Regions from separate parts of the Bombyx mori genome. Here region 2 is linked to region 1. The links are chromatin contacts, called in public Hi-C maps. All regions are on one chromosome and are shown on one strand. Each heading gives the region's core, a stretch centred on a gene start, on an enhancer-like site or on the middle of the called end of the contact. The rest is flanking DNA. Distances are from core to core; before and after follow the strand shown.

What was found. A called contact is a pair of places that touch in the nucleus more often than the background predicts.
Region 2: a Hi-C map of midgut shows a contact between it and region 1, with 2.3 times the contacts expected there. The contact joins the promoter of Gro here to the enhancer-like site in region 1. A contact is called at or near these places in 2 of 7 Hi-C or Micro-C datasets (midgut and an unstated tissue).

The regions. Positions count from the first base shown.
Region 1 is chr21:9,404,366-9,409,525 of ASM3026992v2, forward strand. All of the region lies in intron 7 of Gro (groucho), which reads right to left. Among protein-coding and RNA genes, the nearest start is that of LOC119630126, 18 kb to the left of the region's middle. Within about 2 kb of position 1,831, at least 8 of the 8 cell types and tissues checked have open chromatin away from gene starts, as enhancers often do.
Region 2 is chr21:9,457,036-9,462,528 of ASM3026992v2, forward strand. It overlaps Gro (groucho), which reads right to left and starts at 2,857. Exons shown (of 16, transcript NM_001134889.1): 1 at 2,622-2,857. The coding sequence starts at 2,690.

The sequences.
Region 1 (5,160 bases), core at 581-3,080:
GAGGTACTAAGTTAGAGTCGAACGGCAAGCGCTGTTAATTTGCTAGCCGCGTCGATCTGTCGCCGCCCGCTGTGACTTATTGCTTAGCCATCTCGGTTTTATCAGTTTATTCTTATTAGGTATATCTAGAGACTACTTATATCACTTTAAGGCAGAGATTCACTTTTCGCTTAAGCTATAATTTAAATAAGAGTATCTATATATTAATACATGAAGCAAAAACTTTGTACCCCTTTTTACGAAAATTGCGCGGACGGAGGAGTATGAAATTTCCCACACTTATAGAGAATATAGAGAAGGAGTGCCGAATGTATTTTTTTTTTTAAATTATGCATAAAAATACATTAAATCAATAAAAAAACATTACACACACTACCATGTATTTGACACACACACACGCACACACTCTTTGTTTATTGTCAAACGTTTGTTATTGCTTAAAGTCTGTAGTCAAATCACTGAAGTATGTTCTATAAGTCAAATTGAGAATAAGTTAATATTGTTTATGTTTCTTGGCGAAATCTGTCTATAGATATATAATAGTCTTTGACAATAGAACCAGACATAATTTCAATTAATTATAGTCGAATTTCGACTACTGCGGGACCACTAGTTTTAATAACAGCATGCTTATAACACAGCGTAGCATTTATAGATTGGTTTAGTTTATTGTATATAAATATGTATATGAGTAATAAAAATATATATAAAATAAACATTTGCATTATATGGTTACATATGAATAATAAATTAACACACCACATAAATTACTTTGTGTATCGTGGATTAACATTTTTTTAAACATCGAAGAAATATTTTTACTCACTAATTTAAAAAAAGCTCCAATCAATGTAATCGGTATAATTTATTAATATGTTAATTTAATTTTTTTATTTTTGTTATCGTTGTGTGGATAATTCTTAGAACAACATCAATTTGTTCAATTTGTAAACTATAATGTACATCGTGCTCATTCTACGGTAATTTTTTTACGCAATTAACTTCTACAATCATTAAAATGTCGTTAATATACCTAATGGCCTTGCTAACTTCCTTGTCTGAATATGTAGTTTTGTATCTAAGTCGTGTGTTAAGGACAGCTCAGATAAGAATGACTAGGGTTCGATTTTACGATCGGACGAACTCGACAACTGTGTTCAACATCGAATTTGAAGCAAAGGAAATTTCGAGAACTCTGCCCGGCTTTCTGTAATGCGACGTGTCAGATCGGAGTCAAACGAATATACCTACTCCACGTTGCTCCTACCAATTATTCATTCAGCTGTAGACGGTTTGCGGTTTATCGTTAATTTCATAGATGGAATTTGCGGTCAGATGCCGTACATTTTGTATTTTGTTATCGTGTATTTTATAATTTCGTTTCAAACAAAACTAGTTTATTGTTTTCTTTGCGTATTTATATTATTTAAGTGGAAGGTAATAATCATTATGAATCACTTCTTATTGTTGTGCAAGCATGCGTATGCGTATGTGAACACATAATTTTGTTCCGAATTTCTTTTGTTTATTCGTTAATGCAACTACAACCACAACTTGCGTTACAAAATTTGTAAAATTTCTATTTTACTTATTATGATGGTAAATTTAAAGAAAGGAGTATTTACTACCGCGATGAAAAATTCCGAATTGGCCAGTAGAACGATCATCATTAGTCACTTGCGACATTAGTGGTACACCACAAGCATTGGGTACACTAGTACACGTACCACAAGTATATGGTGGCCGTCTGGCGTAGAGGTCACGTCGTACACATGTGCCTCGTCAAGAGGCGGACGGCTAGAGGGAGAGGAGTGCTTAGTGACGTAACATATAAAGTGGCAACACACAGGCGCGCTGTTAACGCCGCCCGGGCTTATTGTCTGCGGTCACGCGACGAGCCGTTTAGCCGCGCGCGCCGCTCTGCCGCCGCCCGGTTAACCGGAAGGGGGGCGGTTAACCGGACGCTCGGGGGCGGAAACGGGGGAAATAGATAAATAGACCGCCCGTCGCTCGGAAATGTACGGATTGAGTTCGGACTATATTTCAGGCATAATAGTTTTGAAAAGTTACGTGATTTACACGCGACGTTTTCGGCTGTTATCGGAGCCATCCGTTTTATATGACTAGCGTTTTATATTACTTTCAACGAATGATTTTGTTTTTGTACGTTTTCGACGCTACCTATCTTTAAGTAGAACATTATCGTATAAAGTATTTGCAAGAATACTACTAAATATAGAAATGAACAAATAATGTTTAATGATAATCATTTAAACAGTTTGTCGCTACCGATCTACGTGATACTAAATATAATGATTCGGAAACAAGAATCCGCTTTAGTCGGAAACGAGGGCCACAGAAAGTCACAAAAAATTAATAGCTTGCGAACGCGTAAACCGCGGGGCGCTGTGCGACTTTAAAATTAACTTTACCGGTTCATTCGTATACATAAATAATGGTGGAATTCTGAATACACATTAAACTCCTATAAAGAATACATTAGCATAAATTTATGGTAGCGAGTCGGCGTTTCGAGCGCGTTTTTACGTGACTCGTAAAGTTTATAGTCGCGAGTGGAGGATTGCGTTTACTGCGTTCGCTATCGGTTTATGGCCGACCTCAAATAACCAAATTGCCTGGTACTCGTTGTGGAAGTGACGTGCTCGCTCGCCCCTGGCTACCCCCGGCAATCTGTTCGAGAGTGCAAGCTATTATGCCGAAATGCTATGAATGGTCTCCGCGGAAGCTGCCATACGTTATAATGCTTGCATTGTGCTTTTGGAAACGTGCCCAACGAAATTGCCGTTGAACCTTTTCTTCGATAGCTCTCTAAATGTAACTTTTGATATTAAAGAAAACGACTATGTTTAGTAGAATAAATTTTTACCTTATAACTAATATTAAGATTGAAGAAAAACCTTTTTAAACGAATAAGGCAGCGAAGGTGTAAAAGCATTCCTTATTTAAAATTCGAGATATTAATTAATGAACGGCTTTACAATTGTATCACATAAATTCCCGGGGAAACCGTCGATAAGCAATCTCACCCCAGCCCTTGCTCCATTACAGGAGTAATTAGCACAATTAACAGGAAGAGAGGAGAGGGGGGGAACGTCTAGGGGGAGCGGGGCGCGATCACTTTCACGCACGCAAACAAATGTCACGTGGCACAGCGCCTTAATTAAAACGATAATTGAGTTGACTTGCGAAACTCATCCGCCATTTCGACATTCCGAGAGAAATTTCACGGAAACTCTCCTCGAAACTTAGAGCCCTTTAAGTGTCGACGACTTTAATTTTGTGTTTGCGTCTACTTTGCGGTTCCGAGGGAAAATTTTAATATGGTGTACGCGGCTTCGCTTTGTGAAATTACTTAAATAAATTACCCCGAATTGGGTTTCGTCGCCGAGCCGACAACTCGTTCGGAAAATTGTTGTTAAACTTATCGTTTATGTTTTAAAGAAATTGTCAGCCAGTATTATTAGATACAAAAAAAAAAGATAGGTATTATGCAATTTTTTTTCCACTAGAACGAGCTTAATATGACAGTAGCTGATTTGAATTTAGATAAAAAGCGAAGTATGTACTGTTTTTTTTTTCCTTTTGCGAGTGAAATTATTTTGGGGCATGTGTTTTCAAATTCATGAGTGTCATGAATCCTTTTTGTTTAAATCAGAGGGTTCGAGGGTTCACGTTCCCCCGAGAGTCTCACCCGCACAATACGCGCGTCGCCACTCCCGCTACGGCTTAATGCCGGCTATAAACAATTCGTTCCGCCTTAACGAACTATCCGATTTAACAGCATAATACCACGAAAAATTAATTTGTAAAGGTCGCTGTCCGACCTTTAAACAAAGCGCTTTCGACTCCTAAATACACGTTTAGTTTATAGCGCCACTGGCCACTCGGATACGGCGTGGGTCAATGGCGCTGTTGGCGAGCGTGTTATTTAATTGTGGATTAACATTTTAACACGTTGCAATTAAAAGTTTTATTTTAATTGTCATTTGTTGTTTTGGAATGTGAATATTTATAGAGTGGATGTATTTTTTTTTTTTTAGGTTTATCAGGTAGAAAAATAATCTACATTTTAACGTTATTCAATATCGCTTATCTAAAGTGTAATAGAGGACGAGTAAGTGAAGTCATTGGTAGCTACGAATGAACTGTTATTTAAATGAGAGTTCCCTTGCCACCCGTCAATAAAACATTAAACACGTAACAAGTTTATGCGCAGCGACAACCCTAGTGGATTCCGCCACTTCGTTAATCCGGAGCGGGGGTAGCCCTAAATTAGGGTCGAGACAAGCCGTAATCCCCCGCTCGACGCGACGGGGGATTTATATTGTTATTGCTCCGCGTCCGGAATTATACGAGGGTTGAGGGACTAATGAAAGGGGAAATTTAATTCCTAATGATTCTCGTCTTAGTCCGTAACGAGGAAACTCGAAAAAGGGCTGCGACCCGCTCACTTTTTGTGATTAATCGCTCCGAGCGAACCCAAGATTATTTGATTCAATTCTTTTTGTTTGTCTTCTGGTGTTTAGTAAGCCTCGTTTTTATTTGAAAAGAAATCACGTTGACATGTTTGTCGACTCAGAAGTTAACGATCGAATTGGGATACAAATTTATTCATGAAACATTTTCGATGCTCGTATACAGCAAGTGAGTTAGCTTAGCATATGTAAATGCGTGATAAGCATGAAAGGAGCAAGAAGGTTCGTGCGGTGGAATGGTTTGCGGGTAGTCGGCTAGCACGGGCGGCGTGCAACCGAACATGTGTACATGTACATGCGACCGACCTATCAGTGCAAGAAGGTAACATGCTGCACGATATTGTTAGCAACAAACTCTCGTATTAGTCAATCGAAGTACCTACATTAAATGCTTATATGATAACGTCTTCAGAGTACTTTCGATTTTCTTGTTAGATATTATGCGTTAAAATTATAATTATTGTGTTTTTAATTTGTAACTCTGTGTAACGAAGCAAACGTTTGGCTCGTCTACCGCCCTTCCGCTCATTACGTCGCAGACTAATTGAGATAAATTATGAAGACGTGCACCCGGTCGCGAGCTATCGCACCCACCTACCCGCTAATTACATGCAGCGATTTCAATTAACAGCCGACTCGAGCACGTTTTTTTTGTTGTTTGTTA
Region 2 (5,493 bases), core at 1,607-4,106, 54 kb after region 1:
GCTCATTAAACGATTGTCACGTGTGAATTAATGTGACATACACGCATGATACTATGTGGGAATTATTTTATTCGAACGATGCATTTTCGGTCTCGACTTAAAGTACAATGTACATACGTCAGTGGTCTAGCTTAAGTAATGGAGTGACAAGCGAACACGTGACTAATAAATATAGTTTCATACGTTCTTTATTGTTCGGTTTTTATTATTTGCGGAACCTAGTTTTTATGGGCACTTGGCCGTGACAAAAGACGCAATAAAACGTATCTACTTAGATTCAGTAATGAAGTCTTCTCTATTTCATTTGTCTTGTTTTCCTTCTCGGTTTCGCTGCCAACTTTTACATTATGTCCGTGTAATAAATAAAATATTTATTAGCAAAGCATATTTTATTGTCCGTTTATTTAATCAAAACGATAATTTAAGTTGCTTTTCATTGTCATCGATTCGTAGATACGTAATGGATTCGAGTGTGTTTCGTTTCTCTGTGTTTTCATTTTTAATTGTCTCATGAAATGAGTTTATTGGTTTAATTCAGCTACAGATGTATACAATTGGGTGCTACAAAATATTATCTTAACATAACTACTTTAATGATAATCACTGATTATGTAATAGCTAACAACAAGTATGGCCTACGGTTTCAATTAAACTTAATACGTAAGTCTAAAATATGGTCTTAATCTCATTTGATATGGCATTTATTTTAATCATTCTATTGTTTTGGTGGTTACGAAAAACTCAAGTCGTCTGAAATAACACAATGAAAGCCATGAGATTAAATCGTAATAGCAATTTTAATTATTTGTACGATTCGCGAGAACCGGAGAAACTTCTAAATTGACTAAGATAAATAGGAGCTTATCATTCTCCGCCCATAAACATTTGCAAAAAAAAACAAAAACTCACGTCAAGGACGAACAAACATGCCAACTGACGCTTTTATACAATGATCTGTATCTCAATAACGTTCTCGTATCAAAGCGGATTCGTTCTGACATTACACAAAGACTTTATTCCCGAACGCTTTGTTTAGTTTTATTAGGTATATATATAAAAAAAAATGTTAATTACGTTATCCATATGCGGTGTACGGCTTCACAAACGATTGTCAGTCACGACGAGCGCTTACAAACCACACTATAATTTGAAATAAGCATTGAAATGGATTCTTGTATCGCGGTGGGTTTTCCGAACGCGCACAGGGACAGAGGCGACGCGGTTCGCAGACACGACTTAGCCTCGCCTCCACTCAAATTATTCTTTATGTCATCCGTTGCGACTTGCGGAGTGCTTATTAACAAGTGAGGCCTATAAAATCAAAGGCAGCTAAATTCCTTAATGTCGTAAAATGGATAAACAATGGCGCTATCTTGTTTAGTTAGTTGGACACGCTTTAGTGTTTTCATGTTATAACAAATGCAGCTAAATCTCTGACAAATTCAATTCAAAATTTTTATTTTTACTCTGTACTCAAATATGAACGAAGTTTTATCATTTAAAATTCAGATTATTAGTAATATTCTCATTCTTTATAAATCTGCTTTAAAATAAAGAATATCGTAGCTACCCGAACAAAGTATTTTCAGCTTCTCAAACCGGGAGTGTTGCTAACACTGGCCCTAGCAAGAGCAGTACTTCGATGGATCGGGAGGATCCGTAACGACGTGTTTAGGGCCGATTTTTGTAGTTTACCTTAATATTTGACAGACTTGGATTTAGCTGCCTTTGATTTTATAGGCCTCAAGTATAGATATTATTGCAGTGGGTCTGTTGATAAATCACTGTTTTAAAAACGACAAAAGCAATTTTAGTAATAGCTGTAAACTGATTAATATTGTGATTAAAACTTAAAGTCTGTTTTATTACACAACAGTGATGGTTACCGGGGATTTTAAATCTACACGATTAAGTGCAGGAGGTCAACTAGCATTTCAAAGACGGTCATAAATATTTTGTTCAAATTTGAAAGCGGTTTGAGCTGTGCGCACCTGGTGGCTTCGTTTTTGAGAAAACGGTCCGTCTGATTTGGTTGTCCGATAGAATCCTTTACAGACAATTTCACGGGTAATCGAGTGTCAGACAATGGTCGCCAGTCGGTCGCAGCGGGGAGCGCACAGCCCTCGCCTATTTGCCTGTTCCATTCAACTGCTTATTATTACTTTTAAGCTTTTATTACCACTCCAAGATTCACTTTGTACCTTTCAACGATGTTATTAAGTCACAAACATTAAAAATTTTAACAAAACGGTATCTCAAACACAAACGACATATCACTCGTTCGGAGACACTGATTTCAATAATACGTTATTTATGTAAACGGATGCAGAAAAGACATCAACGCGCATTTACGAGCAGAATGTTTTATGCACGTGAAAATCTTTACATTAACATGTCAATTAAAAATTTCCGTGAAATTAATTCCAGTTTTGTTGTGTACATCTTGCATGCACCGGTAGGTCGATGCGTGAAATTTGAATAATATTAACGTTACAGTGACGTTTCGTGTTAGAAAGCGCTTTCACTGGAATTGTAAGACTCTCGCTCGTTCGTCAGTCATAAAGACGTCAGTCGAAGAGATGATAATCGGGAGTGATTTATGCGATGCGAGTGTCGCTCACCGGATGCCTGGCGGCCGCCACGGCTGCGGCGGCGGCGGCGGCGTTCATAGCGCCCGCACTCGGATACATCCCAGCGTCAAACACTAACGGTCATGGTCTACACTGAACGAATATAGGGCACAGCACACACTGCACAAGATCCACAGAACAACACTCCACGCGGTCGGTCGCACGCGGTTCTCCGTCACAGCGTCAGACGGCGCACGTGTTAACTGCGCGAAGGCTGCGAGCGGACTGGCGCGCGGGGCGCCCCCACCCCACCGTCGGACCCCATCATCCGACCCTCGCATGCCGATTGCCGCTGCCGTACATATTTTCTCCACTCGAATTTTTCGTCGACTATCTTCATGTTTGAGGAATACTTTAGTCGAATCGGAGATATACGCTCTAATAGATACGTATTATCTGGGGATTTTCTGGGAGGGCGGAGGGTGTCGGTGTTTGGTCGCCTGAGTTATTTCGTTCTGTTTGCTTTGGCAAGTGATATGCAATTTTAATAAGTCTCTGTTTGTGTGTGTTTGATGTTATATCAGCAATCTAAATAGTTATAATCGTGTTTTAATTGGTATTTTTGCGAGCACCTAGATGGGTTTGAGTGCAATGAAGTAAGAGAAGGTCTCCGGTAATAGATTAAAATATTAACGCGGTCAGTTTAATTCGGTAATCCGGGGCGAACGGGTCACCAGTGATCGGGTTATCGGTCTTGATAGATGCAGCGGAGTTGAACACCGGCGGGACTGAGCTAAAACTTCACACACATTAAGCATTAACGTTATTCAATTATTATTTATTAGTTTACTTTGAACGTATTGAGTGCCTGCGATTATGCTTCAAGTACCTACCACCTTCATTAACTACGTACGCTGCGAACACAAATCTGAAGTATTTTAAATATCCACTCGTTGACTGTAATACACGAGTGATTGTAATTTGATGACGTAATAACAAACTTATTCGGTAAATAGGTACATGCGTGCAATTATGTTTTAGAATTTGAATCAACAAAATAGAGTTAATTAATTTTTCTTGTAATGTACAGACTTGAACCGCGACCTACGTTGAATTTGGAATAAATGCTTTTGAATTTTCTAATTTATACGTTTTATTATGTGGGATCGGATTTATCTTGTACTTTTGGTGCATTGGTATATATTTTGTCGAAGGTGGAGAAAGGCCTACCCAACAGTGGTCAACTTGAAATACAAAAAAATAATACCTAATTTGGGTCAGGTATGTCTGAACATCATAACTTCTATGTATTTAAATATTTTCCATTTATGTATGTAATAAGCCTTTGTTTTTACCTAATATTTTACACCAAAACATTTATACTTATTAACGAATACTGGTACCAAAGTAGATACTTGCCTACACTATACTGAGATAATAGTTCTTACGCAAACTATTTATTGCTATTTGTATATTTAAGACGATAAATTCAAGCGTAGAGCAATAGTAACCCTAATTTGCAATCACAGTTCTATTACGCGACTAGGTACTCTGGGTCTGCGGAGGGACTTCGGGTCCCTCTGTATTTTGTACCGCATGTCCCTTGGGAATGCTCTGAGGAATTGTTCGAGATGATACCAACGTCTCGTTTTTACCATCGCACCGCCCGCCACCGGAGTAGAGTTCATCCATACTACCTGGAGCCACTGCGGTCATCCACAGTGCATTTCCAGAGGTCTTTTTTGCCACGTACCATCCGGCTATGGAATGAGCTCCCCTCCACGGTGTTTCCCGAACGCTATGACATGTCCTTCTTCAAACGAGGCTTGTGGAAAGTATTAAGCAGTAGGCAGCGGCTTGGCTCTGCTCCTGGCATTGCTGAAGTCCATGGGCGACGGTAACCACTTACCATCGGGTGGGCCGTGCGCTCGTCTGCCTACAAAGGCAATAAAAAAAAAAAAAAGGTACCAACATAAAATAATTTCGTTTGTTAATAAATTGTTCAACTATAAATTGAGATTCACTATTTTATAGTCATTAGTTAAAAAGGCATTAACTCGAGATTGGAGTGCATTCGATTATTTGTATTTACGATCACCGTTATTGGGATTTAAGAGCTATTTCATTTTATCACATTTTTAGTCCGATGTTAAACGTTTTTGATTTGAAAACGGGAATGTAAAATTTTATGATGAACTGGTGATACTTAGTTTACGTGTAGTGGGGCCTCTTGTGAGTCCGCACGGGTAGGTAAACCTTAAAAGCTACAGAAGTACGATTACGAAGCTATCGTAAAATTCAGTGAACTTAATATCCGGTTCGATGACGTCACATCTGAAAACACTTTAGGGCGTGAATCTGGTTATCAGATACAAATGTCGGTGTCAATGACCCCCCTTCACCACGCACTATTTACATAAAACGACGTAAACACATAGATATAAGTATGTTTATTAATCACTGGTGTCAGGGTATGCCCGCACGGGTTCGTCTCACCAGCCTGTCTATATGTACTTCCAAAAACCAGTTCGTTCCGGTTTGGAGTGTGGGAGAGCCGTCGTGTTTAACAATTCAGACTTAGACAGTTTCAAGGTGGGCAGTGTTTACGCTGCGATGTCTAAAGATTCTGCAATAAGAAATGTTAGGAATAGTGTGTTTAGTGCGAGTCTTTTAACGTTCTCGATAGCGTAAAAGTTAACTCAAATTTGTATGCAGTTTGAACAGCGCCCCTAGCGGCAAACGCAGCCAAAGTTTCCAACTCCATACAAATTTGAGTTAACTTTTACGCTATCGAGAACGTTTAGAAACTCTCACTAATCACACAGAAAAGTGTGACAAACAGATGTCCGTATCATTTTGTAATTGTTAGTTTTTTTTGTTCTAAATATATGTATATTATTATGGTTTTCTGTTATATATTCAT